Regions from separate parts of the Zea mays genome. Here all the other regions are linked to region 1. A link is a contact called in public Hi-C data. All regions are on one chromosome and are shown on one strand. The core of a region is the stretch at or near the end of the contact, and the rest is flanking DNA. Distances in the headings are between cores, read along the strand shown.

Region 1 (2,700 bases), core at 193-2,692:
ACAATCTCATCCCAGCCTTGGCAAAACCTTCCTGAAGTAGCATACCAATTTCCTCGACCCAATCACCCTGGGAACTCAGTCATTGCGCATGCGACTGTTCTCCGACACACGTGGTGTATTCTACTTTCCCTTTGGGCCTGTCTTAGCTATCAGTTATCACTTACCATGCTAGCTATTCACAATTCTAAAACGGGAGCGTACGGAACGGTAACTCCACTCAAAGTAAGCAAGGGAATGCGAACTCATGATATGAGTCATCTGATTGGTAGAAGCGGGATCATTGCCTCGATATCAGGAATCTAAGTCCGTTAGCATTGTCCGAGAAGCTAGCGGGCACACGAGTACCGTGGAAAGCGTGCTTATCTCTAAATCAGTTCAAAAATAGCATTGTTTGCAAGTGTATGCAACCGCCAACCAACCGATATTCGCTTTACACAATATGTCGGCAAATACAACCAGTAATACATGCATGATTCATAATTTTGGTTGTTACCAATCCCCGCGGCAAGAGAAGCAAAATGATCTCACGCTGCCACATGTTATTGAAGGCATTGGATGGAACTTACCGCAGTTCCACTTGCTCCGGGACTGGAAGAATGCCTCGTCACGCTTGATGCACGCCGGATGGTAGACCTTGGGGCAACCCCTGGAGCAAGAAACAGAGACGACGCGCAGGCCGGATCAATCCCCAATCCGGCAACCAGCAAGAGGGAGAAAAAAAGAATAAGAAAAATCCGGCGCGCAATTGCGGAGGCAACACGTGCGGGGCAGAGCGCCTCGGAGAACCCCCCCTCGACGCGTTCCCGCAGTCAACACGGAGGGGAGAAGCGCGCGCGGCACGGGCACCCACCTCCTATCGCAGACGACGAGGTTTCCCCCGTCGAAGCAGATGAAGCAGACGACCTCCTCCTCGTCCTGCCTTCTCCGGGCGGCCCGGGCGAGCGCCGGCGCCGGCGCCGGCACCACCGGCCCCGCGGCCACGGCCGCGCCGTCCTTCCTCTTGGGCGGCCTCCCCCGCTTCCGCTTCTGCCCGAGCGGCGGCGGCGGGGGCGGGGGCGCCGCGTCCCCTATGATCGAGCTCAGGAAGTGCGGATCGTGCGTCCCCGCGGCTGGCAGCGGCGGGGGGCGAGGCTCGGGCGGGCGGTCGGCCTCCGCGGGGGGCGGGGACGCCTGCGCGGCCCCATCGGGCGCGGCGGCCTCCATGGATCGGGAGGGTTTAGGGCCCGCGGCCGAGAAGCGTGGGAGCGGTGGTCGTCGACCGCCGGGGTGGGTGGGAGGCGGGGAAGGACGGGGACGAGGACGAGTCTGCTTCCTCGTCGTCCGCCGCGACGGTCTAATCCGGGGCGCTGTGGACCAGCTCGCGAGCGAGCGAGCGAGCTGCTGGTGCTGCCTGGCTGCCTCTCCGTGGGAATGGAGGTGGACTGGAACGGAATGGACGGAAGGTAGGGGCGCTGGAATGATTCGCGGGGTGGGGAGGGGCCTTTTGGCATAAAGGCGGTCCGGCGGAGGTGCGGTCGGCGTCAGCTGCTGCCGTCCGCTTTTGGTTCTCTGGAGTCTCGACTCCCCCCGGCCGGTACGGTGTGGTAGCCTGGTAGTGGTAGGGGGGCCGGGGCGGGTCCAGCGCCAGGGGCTGTGGATTTCCCGGTTCGGGGATTTCGGAGGGCCGCGAGTGACGGCACGGGGGACAGACTCTATAGGCTAGCGCACGCGTGGTTCGCGAGCGAGTCCGCGTCCGTCCATGCCTGCCATACTACTCTACCCCATGGTGGCATGGTGTTGCTTTGACTGACTCGGTCAGTTGGAACTTGGAGCGCAGCAGGACGCCCAGGAGATGCCCAAATCTCCGTCGCTCCCCCTATATTTTCTTCCGGTGGCTTAAGCCTAGCAGCGCCTCGATCGCGTGGACGCTCCGCACCGGCGGCCGTCGTCGTAGAGAAAAGGACGACGCAGCTGGCGGGTCCAGCTTCACGTACGAGGGGAGGGGGATGGGACGCTCGTCTCGGTCACCCACTGTCGTGACAGGGAACGCGACGCTGACGGCGAGTGCTTCCTTTATTATTTTTGTTTTTATGATTATTATTATTATTATCAAATGGTAAACAGACAAATAAAGAAACGACACCCGGACAAGAAGAAGAATAGGAAGAAAACGGAGCGACGCATCCCGAGCCCCGGCCGCGATCGGAGGTGGGCGGGGGCGCGCCGCCACAGTAGCACATGTGTTTCTTGTGAGAGGGTGGCGGGTAGCATAGCCACTGCAGATGAGGCCAAGGGAAGACCAGCGCAGCGCATCCTAGCGCCAAGGAATCAGCTGGGACAGCAACTGACCATCTCCCGGCGACGGCGACGGCGACGCCGGCCGTTCCTTCCGGCAACTGTCTGTGCCGTACGTACGTTGGTGTCAACTGTCATGTCACGTAATCCGTCGCTAGGCTAGGCTAGGCTAGGTATGGAGCGACGTGTCCAGTGCGCCCACGGCTTTGCCTGCCTTTGCCCCCGCTGTTCTGTGGTAAATTAAGTTTGGTGCTAGAACTGGGACTGCAGCAATGTGTAATAAGTTCAGCGATTTCCTTCATCGTATCCACCCATGTCAGGTGCCGTTACCATCGCTTGCTTATCTACCGCCATCATGTGTGGACCAACACACACGTGTGCAGCAGTCAACTCGGAGCGGAGCTAGCATAGACGACAAAAGTACGC
Region 2 (2,700 bases), core at 113-2,612, 240 kb after region 1:
ACAATAGAAGTGAATTGAGATGTAAATTTCCTGAACTAGAATTCTACAACTTACTGTCAGTATGCATGGTTCTGAAATCTGGACACTAAAATTCTGTAACTTCAACTTCTTAAAAAAAAAGGAAATGTGGAACCTGCCCTTCAGGAAATAAGGTGGAGAGGTGTAGGATAGGCAGTTCATTACCCTATAGTCTCTGCGGACTGAAGGGATTCTTTTAAGAGATTTGCACATTCCACACCATGCCTTTGCACCTAGGTTATTCAGGCTGAAATTGAAGCATCATTTATCATCCCAAAGTTTGCCATGAAAGTTCCCATGTATGAAGGCCACTATGACAAAGTTTGTGCTTACCTAAATTTTGTTTCTATTATATACATATAAAAAATAATGAATTTTGTTCTAACAATACACTCTATGCACAGCACAGAAATGGGGCAAAAGCATCTTACGTCAATTATTGTTTGTTGTAAAGTCACTTTTGGCAATCGAGACAGAGATGGACCCTAAAAGCTTGGACAACATAAGAGCATATCTAAAAGACTAGCTAAATGACTTATTAAGCTAAATTTTGACTAATCATCAACAAAATAACTCTCCAACAGACTACCTATCTGACTCGCTAAACTATCTGACTCTTCAAATTGGCTTACTCAATAGCCAAACCTGACTCTTCAAATTGGCTTACTCAATAGCCAAACTTGGCTAGCCACCTAACTAGCCAAACTAGAAGTGAAATGCTACATATAAAATGTAATCCCTACGAAGAAATAAATAGAGAGTTAAATAGAGAGCCAAAAACAAAGAATCTCTAAGATTCAGATACGTGGCTCGCCAAGCCAAACTGCATGCTGCGCAATGCGAGTGAGTAGAGTAGGGAATGGGGTGGGGGTGCTCATATTGCAAAACTAAACAGACCTTGGTTCTCCAAATTGTCCGCTTTGCCATGGTTCGGAAGCCTCTAGTTAGGATTCGTGAGAGCAAAATCGAGCACTTGTTCCAAATCCAAGAAAACCGCCGTGCGTCCAGATCGAACAGCAGGAGGAGTGCGGTGACAGAGACAGCAAACATACCTGTATCCCTCCTCCTCCTGGGTTCCTGGCAAGGTGAGGAGAGGAGACTGGAGAGACCGACTGGAGCGGGGAGAGGAGAGGAGTGAAGACTGAAGAGAGTGTGGTTGGGAGAGAAGCTGCCGCGTCAGCCTTCTGGTCAGGATCAGCTTTATCCGGGCAAAGCCCCACTGCAGCCCCAGAAACAGAAGAAACCGTTAAGAGTGGTCCATGACCATGAGCGTGGGCGTGGCTAGTGTGCCGCGTCCGTGGATATGACGCCGACCTCTCTTCTCTTCTCCCCTCTCCTCTCTAGCCGTAGTAGCTAGCAAGCCGAAGGCTGGAGCTGCCTGCCTGAATTCTCTCGTTTCTCTGCTTCTTCCTCCTCTCCCGCCCAGAACCAGAACCAGGAAGCATCGCGAGCCACCGGCGAGCCCTCGTCGCCGCCAGGACGTGCACCGACGACCGGGTCTCTGCCGGCCGCTGGCCTTTCTACAGGTCTTCGCCGTCCGCTGGGGCTAAGCAAGCTAGCTTGCGAGGGAGCATATATGGTCCTCCGCGTTTCATGACCTTCATGAGGTGTTCCGCGGCCGTCTCCGACGGCATTGCGCTGCGCTTCCCCGCCGAGGGCAGGGCCCTCCGCGGAGGCGTCTGCGCGCGCGGGCGCGGGCTGCTCGCTCTGGGTTCCCACAGGAGCAGCAGTAGGAGGGCGAGGCGCAGGCACGTGGCGGTCTTCGCGAGGCGGCGGCTCGGCAAGTGGCAGCGGCCGTGGTGGAGGACCTTCTTCGCGGACTGGAACGACGACGAGGAGAGCCTGGCCGGGTTCAGGGAGGACGACGAGCTGCTGGAGGAGATTGGGGCCGACCAGGAGCTGTCGGAGAAGGCCAAGTTCGAGGAGTGGAGGCGGAAGGCCGAGGCCATTGTTGAGCTGCGCGAGGCCCAGCAGGACGCGTTCAACGCCGAGGAGCGGTCGTGGGAGGACTGGACCGGCGGTGGCGGCGGTGGTGGCGCGCCGGAGAATGGTGGAGGTGGGGACTGGGGCGGGGAGGCCAGCTTGTCGGAGCAGATAACCGATGATCCTGCGGAGATCGTCTGGGATAAGGGCGTCGTTGAGGTTTTCAGAGGTACTATCGATGAGGATTACGAGGATATGCTGTTCGAAGATCGAGTTTTTATGTATGCCTCCACGAACTCGGTCAGTGGATGCATTACCTTTCTTTCTCTCTAATAATACACGAGTTGTATGGAGGTTTTGTTTGAGCTGACAAAAAAAAAAGGGAACTTTGTACTGTACAGGCCAAATTCCTAGCATTGCTGATCGTGGTTCCGTGGGTGATAGATTTTCTAGTGCACGACTATGCCATGATGCCCTTTTTAGAGAGGTAATCCATCTTTGTCAGACAACAGTACTGAGGAGCATTACAATGAACATTATTACCTAATGATGTCAGGTATGTCCAGAAGGTGCCGCTTGCAGCTGAGTTACTTGATGTGAGGCGCAGCCAGAAGCTGCAGATGGTTAAGGACCTGAACATCGAGAAGGCAAGATACCGTCTTGAAGTAGAGATCGGCAAATCTCCCCCGCTCTCTGATGAGGAGGTCTGGTTTGAGCTGCGGGAAAAAGCGTGAGAAAAATGCTTACCATGCTTTCTTG
Region 3 (2,700 bases), core at 152-2,651, 250 kb after region 1:
TTAAGTGTGAAGCACATAGATTATAATGTTGTAAACTCCCGCATTTAGCCCAACCCAGAAAAAAACTTCAACCAATATTATCTCTAATTAATTTCTTGCATTTGTTGACAAAAGCATAGTTTTGGTATCATTTGATCTCGAAAAGGCAGGGACATTGTTTATCTTACACGCACTAGCTAGCATCATTTGCGTTAAAAAAAACTACCTAGACCATAATTTGATGGAGAAATGTGCATAATCGAAGATGCAGAAGTTCTTAAGTTACAGGCTCCTTATCATACATGATATGCTGTTAATCATTAGGCATATCATACTTATTAATTACTTTGAGTTATCTTGGTTCCAGTTCTATTTTCATCCTGCGAGACATAATACGACTATTGAGATATACTCCCCCTATTGTGGCATAGACTAGACAAGCTCCAGCTAATTACGGGAGAGGCAACAAAGCAGAAAGGAAATAAGACAACAACAAACAGTCAGCAGGCAAACATGATAATATGAGATGGTTCTAGTCCAATAATCGGAAAGTTGTTTAGAACGGAAAGAAATAAAAGAGTTATGAAGAGTCATTTTTAGTCATGTGGCATCATGGAATTCCCCTTCTGTAACAATGTCAATTGTATAGCCGGCTGCTAGGCGTCAATGCTAGGAAGCAAAACATTCATATTCATCCTGGCAGCAAAATGCAGAAGCCAAACTGCTTGCACTGGCAAAAGCCAAGAGCGACAACTCAGCAAAACCAACGCGGATTCTGGGAGCCAGAAACAAAATCAGAATCCACGAGTGGCAACACTGAACCATCAAATGGTCGGCTCATCCCAGCTGCGCCGTCTGACTCGTTCATACAGCAGGTGGAAATCACACCAAAATGGAAAAGGGGGTGTGGCAATGGTCTGTTTCGGATCCCATGGCAATTTTCCCTACTCGGTGGACCGCAGCGCCGGTTCCAACCTCTACGAGAGTAGAGTGCCTGAATCCAGACCCTCAACTACCCCACGAGACATCTCGCCCTATTCATCCACTCCCATGCCTACCCTGAACGAATCTACGGCCAGCACCTGAACATGTTCCGTTGCAGTGCCAAACAATCACAGAATCAGGAAAGGTACGGACGAATGGAAGAGTGTGGGTGGTCAAGTACCTTCGAGACTGGAGGGGCGGCGGCGACGGCAGCGAAGCGAAGAGGCGCCCGCCGGTGACCCCCGGCATCCGGGGAGCAGGAAGCGGGGACTGCGGCGGCGGGAGCGGCATCGCGCGGCGGAGCAGGCGGTGGAACATCCACCACGGGTATTGCTCTAGTCTAGTTTATAGCGTGCGAGGAGGAGGAGGTGGAGTCGATGCGAACGAGGCGCCGGTCGGCGAAACCGATGGGCTGCGGGCTGCCACCGTCGATAGGTCCAATCCCGGGTGCGTCCTTGCTCGGCCATCGCCCGGAGTTTAACCAAGCGTGCTGCAAGTGAAACGGATCAAGAGGGACTGCTAGCAGAAACCAAAATACCAAAAAAATTTGCAATAACTTTACGGACTTACTTAGCACTAGCAGCCCGAGGCACGGAGCAGCTTCTGTATGCGTTTTTTACTGTCCTCTTTAAAAAAATTCTGTTAGAAATATAGGCATTTTCTGTATTATTTTAATTCCATAAATTAACATTATGATGATGACATATAATAGATAATCAAACATGGAAAACATGGAAAACGTGATCTCAAAAATATCCATAACAATATGGATCATGAGAACACAAAGCATATGAAGCATGTAATTCATATAAATAAAATAAGCATATAAACATGGTTCATGGATTATTGCGAAATAACTGGAAATAAACAGATAACAATATAAACAGGATGACTGTAAAATTAAGACAGACAGATATAACATATTATAAGACGATAAAACAGATTGAATAAATTTATGGCTATAAATAAAACAGCAGGTATGAACATATATAATTTGCAGAATGAAAAACAATAAGGAGATGAATTGATCATACCCTGCCATGCGCTCCGAGGATCTAGATCCTTGTCCAACTTCACTTGTCATGACAGCAGGAAGAAGACTTTGGGCAGTCGCGTAGACGCTCCCCAAAAACCTAATTGCCGATCCCTCGTGCAAGGTCTCGAACGGCAAGGGCTCCGGAGGCACCTGCCCTCTCGCTTCTCTGTGCGCGCAGAGTCACGAGATGGAAATACCCTCACTCGGCTGCTGGACTGTGTTCTGAAAGAGTTATCTCGCGTGTACCGAATGACAGGGGTGCTCCTCTATTTAACCTCTCGCAGAGGGAAGCTGAAGGAGAACGGTCGCCGAGTCACGCCAAGAGTCGGCCAGCTCTAGCCGAGTTATGCCATGAGTCGGCCAGCACTTGCCGAGTCACGCCATAAGTCGGCAGCTGAAGGAGAAGGGTCACTCGGCTGGCTGACGAAGAGACAGAGTCACTCGGCAGTCGAAGAGACAGGGTCACTCGGCGTACGCGGTTAGTGAGTGCTAAAAATTAACACAACCACACCACGCCCGCTCGCCTGCCTGCCTGCCTCGCCACGCCACGCCACGCCACGCCCGGCCCGGCCGGCGGCGGCGGCGACGCGCGCGCGCGCGTGTGGCACGCCCTTGTCCATTTCTTGACTTCTCAAGTTAAGTGGAATAAATCCCACCATATAAGTCAAGGCAAAAGACCCTTGGACTTCCAATGTGGTACT

What was found. A called contact is a pair of places that touch in the nucleus more often than the background predicts.
Region 2: a Hi-C map of leaf mesophyll shows a contact between it and region 1, with 2.5 times the contacts expected there. The contact joins the promoter of LOC100275682 here to the promoter of LOC103630728 in region 1. A contact is called at or near these places in 2 of 25 Hi-C or Micro-C datasets (leaf and leaf mesophyll).
Region 3: a Hi-C map of endosperm shows a contact between it and region 1, with 1.9 times the contacts expected there. The contact joins the promoter of LOC100192899 here to the promoter of LOC103630728 in region 1. A contact is called at or near these places in 2 of 25 Hi-C or Micro-C datasets (endosperm and leaf).

Annotation. Positions count from the first base shown.
Region 1 is chr1:3,114,242-3,116,941 of Zm-B73-REFERENCE-NAM-5.0, reverse strand. It overlaps LOC103630728, which reads right to left and starts at 1,442. Exons shown (of 13, transcript XM_020544900.2): 1 at 851-1,442; 2 at 567-646. The coding sequence starts at 1,203.
Region 2 is chr1:2,878,714-2,881,413 of Zm-B73-REFERENCE-NAM-5.0, reverse strand. It overlaps LOC100275682, which reads left to right and starts at 1,362. Exons shown (of 8, transcript NM_001149710.2): 1 at 1,362-2,241; 2 at 2,343-2,428; 3 at 2,498-2,671. The coding sequence starts at 1,612. It overlaps LOC100193669 (putative peptidyl-prolyl cis-trans isomerase family protein), which reads right to left. Exons shown (of 5, transcript NM_001138762.1): 2 at 2,689-2,700; 3 at 2,485-2,573.
Region 3 is chr1:2,859,501-2,862,200 of Zm-B73-REFERENCE-NAM-5.0, reverse strand. It overlaps LOC100192899 (4-phosphopantetheinyl transferase sfp), which reads right to left and starts at 1,401. Exons shown (of 8, transcript NM_001138086.1): 1 at 1,145-1,401. The coding sequence starts at 1,281.